2 separate regions of the Mus musculus genome follow, and region 1 is linked to region 2. Evidence: chromatin contacts called from public Hi-C data. All regions are on one chromosome and are shown on one strand. The core of a region is the stretch at or near the end of the contact, and the rest is flanking DNA. Distances in the headings are between cores, read along the strand shown. Region 1 has its middle 17 kb from the start of Gm38456. Region 2 has its middle 29 kb from the start of Bcl6.

Region 1 (7,114 bases), core at 1,936-4,435, 300 kb after region 2:
CAGTCATTTCCTTCTTCGATGGATGAGTGTTTGAGGGATGATTTTTCCCTTGGTTTCTGTTTCCTTTCTGTCCACTGGCCTGAGTTCTGGTGAATACTCTTCAGTCCAGTAGAATGTCTCCATTTGGTGTTTGCGAACGATGAGGCCTCTGGAGTCCCTAGTACCAGCGTGATCTGAGGTTCCAGGAAAGCAGGTGGGACTGTGGGCTGGAAATTGGAGTCCAGGGGATAGGGTGTAGTCTGAGGTTGATGGGTGTGTTTTAGGGGAATATTTCAGGCAAGGGCTTAGGGCAGGATCTTACCTGGTTATCCCTGGTACCATCAGTCCTCTGTGAATGGAAGCAGAGTTGTGGAGCAGAAAATGGAGCACAGGGTTTGGGGTTGCTGTTGTGTGTTGTGTGTGCTGTCAGGCAAGTTTATGGGCAGGGGCTTGGAAGGGGTCTTGCCTAATGTTTCTGATTTGGGGCTTGCCTCTGGGAAAGCTGGCAGATTAGTGAGGTGAAAAATGGGGCATAGGGTGTGAGATGCAGTTTACAGCTGTTGAGAGCTTTCAGAGGAGTTGGCTGCAGTGGCTTTAGGAGGCTAAGGATTACCCGGTATCTCTGGTGCCACTATGTTTCCAGGAAAGCAGGCAGAGTTGGTTTGGGGAAATCAGGTGCAGGGAGTGGGGTACAGTTTACTCATTGGGGGTGCTTTCAGGGGAGTTCCAGTATAAATGTTTACATTTGTTGAGACATACTTTATGTCATGCTATATGGTCTATTTTAGAGGATCAATGAACTGCTGAGGATATATATTTCATTTCTATAGTATAGTTTAACAACAAAGTTTCTTTGTTGCCCTTCCATTGAATGACTTATTTAAAGATGAGACTGGGGTATTGAAGCCAACTACTCCTTCTGAATTAGAACCCAACAGACCTTTTATGTCCACGGGAGTTTGCTTCTTATAAAATTGAGTCTCTCCACTTACGTTGCATATATATTTATAACTGTTAAGTAACCTAAGTGGATCATTCTAACAGTACGTAATGGCCTTCTGTATCTGTTCTGACTAATTTTGGTTTAAAGTCTACATTATTGGGCACTAGAATAGCTACGGCACCATGTTTCTAGATGGATTTTGCTTGATAAATTGATTTCTACCCTTTGACTCTCAATCTTTGTCTTTGTCAGTGAGATTTGATTAGAGACAATTACATCCAGGCTCTTTATCCAGTCAGCCAGTCTGTGTCTCTTTATTGGTGGTTTGGGGATGTTTATACTTAAGATTCTTATTGAGAGCTGTTGACTAAACCCTGCGATCCTGTTGGCTGTTTACTTGCAGCTAGGTTACTGTTGGTTCTTCCCTTTCCCCTCCTTAGCATGAGGGGTTTCTCACTTACTGTTTGGACATAGCTCCCTCGTGTTCTTCTATCCTTTCCCCAAAATGTATTCTTTCCTTTGTTCTCATTACTAAACTTGATTCTTTTCTCTTCCTGTGTATAGCATTCCCTTAAGTACCTTCTGCAGTCAAGTTTGCTGGTCATGAACTGCCTTAGTTTGTGCTTATCTCAAAATGCACCTATTTCTTGGTCAATTTTAAATGATAGCTTTGCTGGATTTAGTAATTTGGGTTAGCAGTGATTTACTTTCAAGACTTAAAATATATTGGTCTTTTTTTTTGGCTTTTGGAGTTGCTTGCGATAGAGATGATAATATTCGGCTGTGTTTGTCTTTGTAGGTGAGTTGGAATTTTTCCTGCACAGCTTTTTAATAATTATTTACTTTGTAGTCTTCACATCTTAGAATGTTCTGGAAAGGGGTTCATCAAGTCTATTTGGGGCTGTAATTGCCTCTTGTGTTTGGACATTCATTTCTCTGGACTAAGGGAAAATTTTGCTATAATTTCATCAAATAGTTTCTCTACTCTTTATTTTCTGCATGTTTCTTTTTTCTAGCCCCAGGATTCTTATGTCTGGTCTCTTGGGTCTATCTCAGAATTCTTGAATGTTGTGCCCAAGCCCATTGGTTTTTTACCTGATGTCCCAGGGAAGCATGTCTTACATCTTATTCTCCATCTGCAACATTCTTTTTTCCTTCCTGGTTGGCTTCATTGGTCACGATTCCCCCTGTACTTTTTCATTTACTCATTTGAGTATTTTGTTTTTTTCATTTCCAGCATTTCTGTTTGCTTCATTTTTCAAAATCTCAGTTTCCCTCTGAACATTCCTTATCTTCTCATTCATTTTGCTGACTTCCATTTTATGTTGCTGACGTTCAAATTGGGTCCTGGCTTCAATTTATTTGCTTGTTCATATCCTCCTTAAGGTAATTCATCGTGTTTACTAGTAAACTTTTGAAATCTTCATGCAGTGTTTCACCTGTTTTAACATCGTTTAACTCAACAGTTAAAGACTTGTGACCTTATTGGATGGATCACAGGGCTCCCAATGGAGGAGCTAGAGAAAGTACCCAAGGAGCTAAAGGGATCTGCAACCCTATAGGTGGAACATTATGAACTAACCAGTACCCCGGAGCTCTTGTCTCTAGCTGCATATGTATCAAAAGATGGCCTAGTCGGCCATCACTGGAAAGAGAGGCCCATTGGACACGCAAACTGTATATGCCCCAGTACAGGGGAATGCCAGGGCCAAAAAAATGGGAATGGGTGGGTAGGGAAGTGGGGGGGAGGGTATGGGGGACTTTTGGGATAGCATTGGAAATGTAATTGAGGAAAATATGTAATAAAAAATATTAAAAAAAAAACCTCAGAAGCAAAAAAGTCCCAATGCAAAAATAAAGTGATTATAATAGTCTATTTTAAAAGTGAAAAAAAAAAAAAAGACTTGTGACCTGGTAGAGGATTAGTGCCACCTTGCCATTTGCTAACTCTTGTACTTCTGTGATGTGATCTTTGCATTTGTTGGACATCTCAACTAGTTGGATTTGGAGATTTTCTTATTGAGGAACCTACTCTTGAGGGCTCACTCTCCAGCACCAGTCAGTGTGAGGAAAGCAAACTGTTAGAATAGCATCACAATCAAATGGTACAAGAAATAGGAATATACTTAATTAATTAATGTTCATTGACCTCACCAAGAACCATAGGTCAGACAATGGAACCACTAACGTAGATAGTGTGCTAGCCCTTCTCAGGAGCCATAGGGATGGAGCGTTGGCTGATGAGGTCATTCTTTGGCTCTGCACTCTTGGGGTATCACATCACTACTCTGGAACTCTTCCGGAGCACTTCCTCTTTCTCCTTTTGAAATATAGTGTATTTTTTTCATGTTTTGGTTTTTCCTCGCTAGGTTACATGGAGGCACTGCCTAGTCTACTATCTTCCCCGGAAGCCTTCTACATCCATTTTCATAAGACTCCCTTAACAGCCTTTAGAAGCATGATAGACAGAGCTTTATGAGTCCCTGTTCATAAAAATGCCCCCCAGATAAAGTAACTGAGGCTTTTAGACAGGGGACAACCTGGCCCCTAATCCTGATCTCAGTGGAGAGCTAGAACAATCAGAACCTATTCTGCCTCACTGGTGGCCAACATTCTCTTGGCCCATGGTCAGCCCTGATCCACCACTAGCACCAGTGAACGATGAGACACCAGGGCCTTTTTGTGAGTGAATAGGGGGCTGAGCTGTGAAATTATGACCTCATGCCCAGCATTCAGTAAAGCTACTTCTTTTTTTTTTTTTTTTTTTTAGCTACTTCTTTTTGAAACCTCTGCTATTAGTAAAACTGATTGAAGGTGACGCTGTAAAAAAAAAAATACACACCAGTAATTAAATAACAAATAAACACAACAGCTGTCATACACACTAATAGTTCACACATACTGGTTTTACTTCATCCATGGTGCTAAAACAGTGGGCATGAGACCACATGTATGCCTTCACCCTTTTCTGTTGAGCTTGTATTCAAATAGGGAAAATACAGTCTTGCAGACAAATAACTGCTCACATACAACAACAACAGCTGAAGTACAGATAGGTACAAAGTGCTCTGGAAGCCCAGAGGAGGATATGAATAAGCCTCCTTACCTCGTGATCAAGTCTGCTGCCCTCTGGGCTGGGAGCTTCCCAAGGGTAGCAGGGACTGGCATGACTCATCATGATCAAACATAACACAAGGCACATCTGAGATCACCTGCTAACGCTCACTGAATAAACTCTCCGGGAGGGGGCCAGAAAGCACCTGCAGTGCAGCTACCCTGGGCCACATCACTTCATGACCCCCTCCCGGAGAGTTTATTCAGCCAGCATTAGCAGGTGATCTCCGATGTTCCTTGCTTACTGGACTGAGTTAGCAGATCTCCTCAAGTCCACCGTCCTGTGACAAGGACCCCAGCCATCAAGGCTTTAGTTTGAGATCAGAATCAACTGGCCTGGAGGCCTCTCTCACCTGCCACAGTTATCTTGAAAGGCAGAGTGAGATCAAGGCTCTGAGATCCATGGTCACAGCAGGCCAGCTGGCAGGCCAGCTCATCCATCAGGACTCCAGCACCTCACCTTGAACAAGGAAGATAAGAGAATAAAATAACACCTGACACAGCCTTATCATCTGATAATACAACTTCAGTTTTTCCATTAAAGTAACTGAGAGCCTTAGTCCTGCACTTCGTCTGATAAAGAGATCACAGGAAACAAAGCTATTAATTTTTATCTCTGCTCTGCAATAGCAGATTTGAGTGAATTCAATATATCCAACGGGGGAAGTACTTTTTCTAACACTACAACTCGATTAACTTGGGTTTTTTTTCCTGCTTGCTTGTATTTTTCATAATTTTTTTTTTTTGCTCAAAATCTCTAATTGCAGATGTATTAAATGCAGTGGATCTGATGTATTAAATGCAGTGGATCTGACTGTGCTATCACCAGCACACACACACACACACACACACACACACACACACACACATATAATATTTCTGTTCTCCATGCTCTAACCCTGTACTGGTGTACTGGGGAGTGTTATATGGTACAATATAAGGAACTTGAAAGGTTACTTACTTCAGTAATTAACTGAATTAACACTAATCAGAGCTCAGTAGTTCCACCTTTACAATGAGGAGCCGGACTGGTGTTCAATATAATCACACAGCCTCTATGCCTTAGGACCCCGGGACTGAGTAGGTCAATGAGTAGGTCAGGTGAGATAAGAAGGAAAGTCTCTCACAGGAACTGAAAGATAGCAATAGAATCAAACAACCCTGGAGCCTTAGGGTCTGAATGCTGGCCTTTCCTGCCAGACGAGAGGTATAGAAGACCACGTGAATCTATGACTCCTAGGGCCCCGAAATCCCACACACCATGGCCCCGAACCAACTTCCATGCCATAGATTATCTCCTCCCTGGCTGCCCATACCTAGAACAGATCACAGCTCTATGACATGCCTAGGACATATATGCCTTTCTTTCTGTACCTCACTACTATTGATGTCATTGGCTTACTGAGGACAGGAGCTGAGTCTATCAAGGCCCAGACCTTGACCCTTAATAACTCCAGGAACAATAGTGCCACAGTTTATACCACTTAGCACTAAAGGGTGGTTCGGGGGATGAAAGAAGTGAGTGCTATTTGTTATGTCACTTAAAGGCCATGTATTAAAAGCTTGGTCCCCATGGTGGCATTATCAGGAAGCTGCAGATACTCAGGTGGGGGCACTTAAGGAAGAAATGTCCTTAGTGGCACTTTCTTTAGAAATATAATGGGACTACAGCTCTAGCCCTATAGATCTCCCTTCCTCCCTCCCCCTCTCTCCCTCCCTCTCTCTTCCTCTCTTCTCCCTTTCCCTCTCCCTCTTCCTCACTTCTCCCTCTGCCTCTGATAGAATAGCCAGAGCTTTGCTTTACCACAGGTTTCCACCATGATGTTCTGCCTTGCCAAGTGCCAGGGCCACAGGGCCAAGGGCTCACAAGCCTGAAGCCATGAACCAAATGAAATCTTTCCTCCACATGGTTGTTTATCCCCGATATTTTTGTCTCCAGGAGAGAAAGCTGATTGACACATTATGCTACAGTGGAACATTTAAGAAACGCGTCTGTGTGAGAAGTCCACATCTGTCAATACCAGGCCCCCAGTGGTTTCCAGCTGGGGAATGGCAGTGGACTACAGACCCTATGTGCACTCTCAACTGGCCTGTGGGTGCTGGGTGAGGAACAGAAGTGACAGAACAACAAACCTGGAAGGCTTCCTTTTGAGGATGAGCTGGCGATAAGAGAGGGTTCTTCTCAATCAGGAACTGTCAAGTTGTGTCACTCAAAAGTCTCCAGGCAAACCTAGGATTCTCATCCAGCTTGCCTCTGGCCTTACCTCTGGAAGATTCTAATTGTATACTTTAAATGCAAAACTTCTTGCGCAAATAAAGCTAGAGCTGACTTGGTTTTCTTGTAATCAATACACTATCTCAAAGGGAAACATCTCAAATAATCCAAGTGGAAATACCTAGGAGAGATTTACAGTGAAAGCACTACAGTGTTACAGAGACCTAGAGGTTTGGATGGTGGCTCAGCAGTTAAGAGCAGCTACTGCTATTAACAAGAGGACCCTGGTTCCATTCCCAGTTCCCACGGGGCAACTAACAGCCATCTGTAACACCAGTTCCAATAGATCTGATGCCCTCTTCTGGTCTCCTCAGGCACTGTATGCCCATGGTGCACAGTCATACATACAGGATAAACATGTACACACTGAACCATTTTATAAAAGAAGGGGAAGGGGATTCCAGGAACCTTGCTCATGCCTGTTTTTTCCATGCTGAGAGTGCCTGGAAGGAAGCTGCCTCTCTCTGCAGACAGATGATGGACTGATTAGAACTGCAGTGGTGGGGGAGCTTGCAATGCTGCAGGCTCAGAGCAACTTGCATTACCTTTGACTAACGTTAGCCATTCCCTCCCCACCTCTGAGTCAGAATGAACACCCTGTGACTAATAGATGAAAGCCTTTTAGAATCTATTAATTTATCATATCCACAGCTTCCACCAACCCAAAGGCTGAGGGTGGCATCCTATGGCATCAGAGGTCTGTAGAAGAGATTCCCTCATCTTCCTGTAACTGCCTCTCCGTTTTATTCAGAAATGTATTTTAAAACTGCCTTTCATTTATGGTTTTCTTTGTTCTGTTACTA
Region 2 (7,052 bases), core at 1,236-3,735:
TAGAATTCTGTTACAGTTTTAGAGGAAAGTTCCCAGTAGAAAGTTGATCTGAGGTCAGAAAGACAAGCAGCCAATTTAAGTTCACACAGCCCGTTGAGATAACGCCAAAAGTGAGCATATCTTGCCACCCTACAGGGTTCCTACGGGGTAACATACACAATGTGTGCCATGCCATAAGTAACACATCTATGTGTGAGGCTGTTATGGCCTTACTGATAATGTACTTTGATGGAGAAACTAGAGAAAGTTTCACAGCCATAAATAAACAAGCCAGCCTCCTTTGGTTCTCAAGGTGGCAGCCTTATAAAACAATATCAGTATAAAAATAAATAAGAGTATCACGAACACAGACTCACATATCTGCATTCACGCATATCAGGTTATCACCATAATATGAGACCTGCATTGACTCTGTTCCGGGTGCTTTTCATCTGTGATCGGCTCTCAGTTATCCAACACTTCACAGGCTTGCTGTTGGTGGTTCTTTTTAGGGGAACAAGCTGAAGCCCATCAGGCACATAGCCAAGGTGTCAGGGCTAAGGTTTGGGCCATTCGATTTTGGCCATGGTTGCTACTGTCTTTAAATTATCTCCAACTCATTTGGGGCCTCACACAACAATAAACGCTAGTATGGCTTCTGCTGGTGTAGCATAAACTTGAGTTGTTTTTGCTTTAAATTAAATTCCCATAAAATTAGCCTGGTTATCTCCTCTGCCAGTTTAAGAACCATCTCTCAATATTAATTGCTATGGTTCTTGTATTTAAGGCACTGTATAGAAAATATGGCAAATTAAAGCTTTTAATAGCAAGAAGAACTGTATAATAAATAATAAGATAATAAATACATGAAATTTTGAAAATACTTTTTTTACCATTTGTAACTTAAAAAATTTTCACGTTAAAATATGTTTATACTAAAATCATCTTTTTAATAGATTTAAAATCAGAATATTTTGCATTAAAGTTAGGTCTAGCATTTTGCTATAAATTACTTGCATAAAATTATTATTTTTACAGTGTATATACATTTTAATATTAGATGATTTTTATTAAAATATTTACTTTTGAGGTAAGAATAATATTTTCATGTGCCACAAGTAGGTCATGGGTTCTGATAAATTTGCTGGTAAGTAAAAACAAATATGACTTTGTGACCTTAGAAGAATAATTTTCCTGCAGCCCTTAGAGTTGAGGGTGAAATTCATAGACACAGAGCACAGTGTGTGGTCTCCTTGATGCTCGGCTGTAGAGAACAATGATAAACGGCAGCTCCGGGGAATCTCTCTCTCTCTCTGGGTGATGGGCAACTGTCATCTTGGCACTAAGGTTGTTAGAAAGTGCACGATAAATGATACTGTGCGCCCGATTTCAGAACTGTGTGAGATGTAAACACAGTCTCTTCCTTCTGAACATCACTGGATGCTTCAGTTTGGATTTACAGAGTCATTGTTGAAAGCCCCATAAAAGTAGCCAGCCGGTACTGACCATTTACTATAAGCCAGCCACTGGTCTAGGGACGTCACAGGCAGTAGCTCCTTGTTCTTCACAATTCCGCGACAGTAAAATGTGATTGCCTCCACTTTGCCCAGAGCCCACATCTATGCTGCTGCTGCTGCTGCTGCTGCTGCTTCGGGGAAGCTTCATTTAGAGTGGCAGCTCTCAACCTCTGGGTTGAGACCCCAAAGGGTGGCATAGCAGATATTCTGCATATTCTTCATTATGATTCATAACAGTAGCAAAATTACAGTTATGAAGTAGCAAGGAAAATGATTTTACGTTGGGGGAGACACCACAACAAAAAGGGACTCAGCATTAGAAAGATCAAGAACCACTGACTTAGAGGCAGACAAAGTGAGTCTAGGTCTGAGGGGATCCTAACGTTTTGTTTCACTGCCTCTCCAGCTCCTGGCAGGCTGACAGGGTCCAAGCCACCACAAGCAGCAAGAAACAAGAACGTAGTCCCTGGTGTGGTAAGGGCCTCTGTGGATTTGTGGTTTAGGTCTCCTTGGTGCCACCATCTTTTCCAGAGAGAGCTTCCCATTTTGATGGGTGAGTCATCTGGCTATTCTCTGTGATCTTCGGCTCGGTTGGTTTCCTCTCTGAAGGGACGCTTATTCATGCTCAGCATGGGACTTACCTTACTGGTCACCTCTAATGTTCTGTTGGTCATTCCCTGAGTGCAAACTATTGTTATTCTTTTAGCAACATCTTCTTCCCTAGACTCGAAAAAAAGCCAGTAAATACCATCTTATCAAAGAACAGAGCAAATATCTGCTTTATTCTCTATTCCTATGCCATCTGTCCAGGACACAGCAGCCTGCTTATAAATGCTGGGAGAAAGAGTGAGGGCTAGCCAGGCGCAGCACGCAGCCTCTAATTCCTTCAGGCTATGCTCACTGTGCAGCCACTACCTAGAAAGAACTTGAAGCTCTACGTGGAGCAGAGACAGGCACATATCCGAAGACTGGCAGGTTCCTCCCCATCTACTTCTTCCTTCCTTGTTTGATTGACGAGCATTTGTGGGTGCTTCCTACCCCACCCATGTACAGTGTCTGGAGGCATGGGTGAGAAAACAAGTGAGATAACCCCTGGCTTCCAATTTGACTTCCCTGCTTAACAGTTATGAACACAGACACCTTTTTAACCTATCCAATCCTCTGTGTTCTCAACTGCTAAGTGAGGGATTAACATTATTGGGTAGCAGTAAAGGATGAAAGGACACCAAAGGTGTGAAGTGGAAGTGTTCTCCTCTCTCTCTCTCCCTTCCTCCCACTCTCTCTCTCTCTCTCTCTCTCTCTCTCTCTCTCTCCCTTCCTCCCACCCTTGCTCGCTCTCTCTCCCCCCCCCCCCCCAGGGTCAACTGTTGTCTCTTAGCATTTGCTTGGCAACAAAAACAAAGACAAACTGTTGACCTCAGAGGACTTGCATCCATGGAAAGAAAACAACCAGGATATGGGATACAAATAAAACAACCAGAGATATTCAGATTGAGTTTGAAAAGACAGCAGGAGGAATTAGGGGAGGGGATCTTTTCTTTTCTTTTCTTTTCTTTTCTTTTCTTTTCTTTTCTTTTCTTTTCTTTTCTTTTGTTTTCTTTCCCTTCCCTTCCCTTCCCTTCCCTTCCCTTCCCTTCCCTTCCCTTCCCTTCCCTTCCCTTCCCTTTCCTTTTCTTTTTATTGGATATTTCTTTATTTACATTTCAAATGTTATCCCCTTTCCTGGTTTCCTCTCTGAAAAACACCCTCCCCCTGCTCACCAACCCACCCACTCCCACTTCCTGGCCTCAGCATTCCCCCACACTGGGGCATTCAGCCTTCATAGGACATTGATGACCAACTAGGCCATCCTCTGCTGCATATGCAGCTGGAGCCATGAGTCCCACCATGCGTGCTCTGTGGTTGGTGGTTTAGTCCCTGGGAGCTCTGGGGTTACTGGCTACTTCATATTGTTGTTCCTCCTATGGGGCTGCAAACTCCTTCATCTCCTTGGGTTCTTTTCTCTAGCTCCTTCATTGGGGATCCTGTGCTCAGCTCAATGGGTGGCTGTGAGCATCTGCCTCTGTATTTGTCAGGCACTGGTAGAGCCTCTCAGGAGACAGCTATATCAGGCTCCTGTCAGAAAGCACTTGTTGACATCCACAACAATGTCTGGTTTTGGTGGTTGTATATGGGATGGATCCCCAGGTGAGTCAGTCTCTAAATGGTCATTTCTTTAGTTTCTACTCCACACTTTGTCTCTGTAACTCCTGCCATGGGTGTTTTGTTCCCCCCTTTTAAGATGGATAGAAGTATTCACGCTACGGTCTTCCTTCTTCTTGAGTTTCATGTGGTTTGTGAATTGTATCTTGGGTTTTCTGAGCTTCAGGACTAATATCCACTTATCAGTGAGTGCATATCATGTGAGTTCTTTTGTGATTGGGTTACCTCACTCAGGATGATATCCTCCAGATCCATCCATTTGTCTAAGAATTTCATAAATTCATTGTTTTTACTAGCTGAGGAGTACTCCATTCTGTAAATGTACCACATTTTCTGTATCCATTCCTCTGTTGAGGGACATCTGGGTTCTTTTCAGCTTCTGGCTATTATAAATAAGGCTGCTATGAACATAGTGGAGCAGGTGTCCTTATTACATATTGGACCATCTTCTGCACATATGCCCAGGAGTGGTATTGCTGGGACCTCAGATAGTACTATGTCCAATTTTCTGAGAACTCAAGAAGTTAGACTCCAGAGAAACAAATTACCCTATTAAAAATGGGGTACAGAGCTAAACAAAAAATTCTCAACTGAGGAATACTGACTGGCTAAGAAGCACCTAAAAAAAATGTTCAACATCCTTGGTCATCGGGGGAATCTTTTCTTGGGGAAGATTAAGAGGATCAATCTGGACAGGAAGGCAGGTCAGGGAGAGACATCCCTAAAGTAGATTTAAAAAATGTGCAATTAATACATAGGCATGAAGGAGATGGACTGAGACAGCCCTGGGTAAAATCCTTGACTACACTGTGGGAGATGCTTTTGAGATCTGGAGACTCTGCTCTGCATACTCCAGGGGTATTTCTATGCATTTACCTGATTTTTTTTCATTTGTTTGTGTTCTTAGCAACTGTGGGTGGCGTGACATCTGTACTCTCACCTCTTGGAAGTTTTAAAGTATATTTTTATGTTTTATTCATATGTGTCTGTATAAGTGAATACTGCTGCTTCCCATGAAGGCTTGAGGAAGCTATCTGATCTTCCGGAACTGAAGTTACAGCTGGTTGTGAGCGGCCAAAGATGGAGCTGGGAATCAAAGTCATGTCCTCTGGAAGAGCAGTGAGCGCTCTGGTGTTTCTCCGCATACATCTTAGATTTTCAGTAATACATAGCCTTTCCTGCTTAGAAAATTCGATCCCTCCCAATGTGCTTTTCCATTCATGTGTTGCTTTGGTGACATCATAGTCATTGATGTCACCAAATTATGTTATCACTCATAGCTTTCTGGTAGAGCTCTCTGGTAGAGGTGAGGACAATTTAGCAATGAAGAAGCACAGAAGGAGTTAAGATAACTTGTCTGAGGCCACAGCAGCCATGCGGCTCATCTAAGATGTGAACTTCATTGTTTCTGGTTTCAGGGGTCTTTTCTGGAGTGGGACTTTGGGGTGCAGACATGCTAGTGTTACAGAGGCCGCATAGCCTGAGTGGCAGTGGAGAAATTTGGGCAGCAGGTCCAGCTGCGACCTACGGTACTTAAGTACTATGAAAATGAAATCAGCTGTAGATATTTTCTTGCTTCTTGGCGTAACCTATTGGTTACCTTTCTTCTGGCTGCATCCCAGCTTCTTTAAAGGACATCAAACGAAATTGTTATTGACCAGACTCTGGAGTTATTTATAGTGGCCATTTCATCTCTCTGTTTTACTTCTGCATGAAAGAGCTGTGTTCTTAATCTGAACCTTTGGGAATCAAAAACCAAATTTGCTTTATTTAGATTTCAGGACATTGGATTTGTTTGTTTGTTTGTTGTTTCATTTTTTGCCCTGTTTTGTTTTTTTTGGTGAGGAGCTCAAAGTTCCACTGAGGGCCAAAGTACTCTGTGCTCAAAGTCTTGGCAATTAAGAGAACTTACCTCTTTTTTATTCCAAACCTTCCTCCATGTTCCTCGAAACTGAACATTCTTTTTTATTTCTTCCCATAGCAAATATATGCAATAGCAGTTTAATTAAGAACAAATTTTCGAAGCAGGCAGTGGTGGTGCACATCTTTAATCTTGGGAGGCAGAGGCAGGTGGGGCTCTGTGAATTTGAGGCCAGCCTGATCTACAGAGCAAGTTTGAGGACAGCCAGAGCTGCACACAGAGAAATCCTGTCTCAATAAACCAGCAAGCAAAAAGAGCCAATTTTCTAGCATATTCCATAGGAAATTTACTTAAATGTAAATTATTTATGTTCAATAACCTGAATATACTCATCTAACAGTTTGTCTAGACCTCTGAGTTTCAGTTTCTATGTTGTCTAAACCTCTCACATTTGTCCTTGTGCACAGAAAGTGATGGGTTGTTTTATTAAATGACTTGTTAGTAATCATTCACATGTCTTTCTGTGAAGGGCATATCTATCATATATGTATGTGTGTGTGTATATATATATATATATATATATATATATATATGCATATATATGTAGCTTAAATATTCACAATCCTGACTTCTAGCCACCCTTTCCTAATACACACAGATACACACAGTCATATATACACATGCAGACAGAGATACACATGTAGATACACACAGACACACATACACATAGATACATACACTCACACATACATACACACACAGACACACACACATACATGCAGACAAATGCACACAAAGGCACACATACAAACAGATGCAAACATACACAGACACACACATACATATCCAGACACATGTGAACACAGACATACACATATACACACAGACACATCCAAATACACACACACACACACACACACACACACACACACACACACACACACACACACACACACACACACACACGTGTAGACATACACATTTGCAAACAAGTACATGCCCACACACAAACATATACACACAAATTCATAAACTCACAAATGATTATATCTTCCCTGCTTTTCACATGTGCTGGATTGCTAATCTGCAAGTCACCCATGACTTTGAATGTTTTCTTTTGATAGGGCTGATATAATTGGTCTTTTTATTTAACTGTTATGTAACCAAGCTGTGCAGACATTTTGCATCTTAGTTCTCATCTAAAAACGGAAACAACAATAGAATCTACCTCTTCTAGAACCGAATGGGATGATGGGAAACAGAAAACTTAGGTCAGTCTCTGATATGTGCTCAATAGATGTTTGTTAATATATGCCAACAGTATGTTTTTGTCTAGATTAAAGGAGTGATATAATGACATGATAAGCCATAAATAAACCCTTGGTGTTAGGCCAGGTATAAAACTTCAGTAATTTCCAAAATTTATTTCTGCATTTATTGTTCATAGACTGACCATTTAGGCAAGGTATTACAAAGGCTTCCAGGAGGCTGGA

Evidence for each region. Hi-C and Micro-C count contacts between places; a contact is called where the count stands out from the background.
Region 1: a Hi-C map of bone marrow-derived macrophages shows a contact between it and region 2, with 27 read pairs. The contact joins two enhancer-like sites. A contact is called at or near these places in 2 of 15 datasets of contacts at CTCF or cohesin (both in the NIH/3T3 cell line), 4 of 484 Hi-C or Micro-C datasets (bone marrow-derived macrophages, large pre-B cells, megakaryocyte progenitors and 1 more) and 7 of 115 datasets of contacts at active chromatin or transcription factors (bone marrow-derived dendritic cells, embryonic stem cells, intestinal crypt epithelium and 2 more).

The regions. Positions count from the first base shown.
Region 1 is chr16:24,309,661-24,316,774 of GRCm38.p6, forward strand. No RefSeq gene overlaps it. Among named protein-coding and RNA genes, the nearest start is that of Gm38456, 17 kb to the left of the region's middle. Within about 2 kb of position 3,186, at least 51 of the 459 cell types and tissues checked have an H3K27ac peak or open chromatin away from gene starts, as enhancers often do. A contact at or near this core is called in bone marrow-derived macrophages, where this site is marked.
Region 2 is chr16:24,014,441-24,021,492 of GRCm38.p6, forward strand. No RefSeq gene overlaps it. Among named protein-coding and RNA genes, the nearest start is that of Bcl6, 29 kb to the left of the region's middle. Within about 2 kb of position 2,486, at least 28 of the 459 cell types and tissues checked have an H3K27ac peak or open chromatin away from gene starts, as enhancers often do. A contact at or near this core is called in bone marrow-derived macrophages, where this site is marked.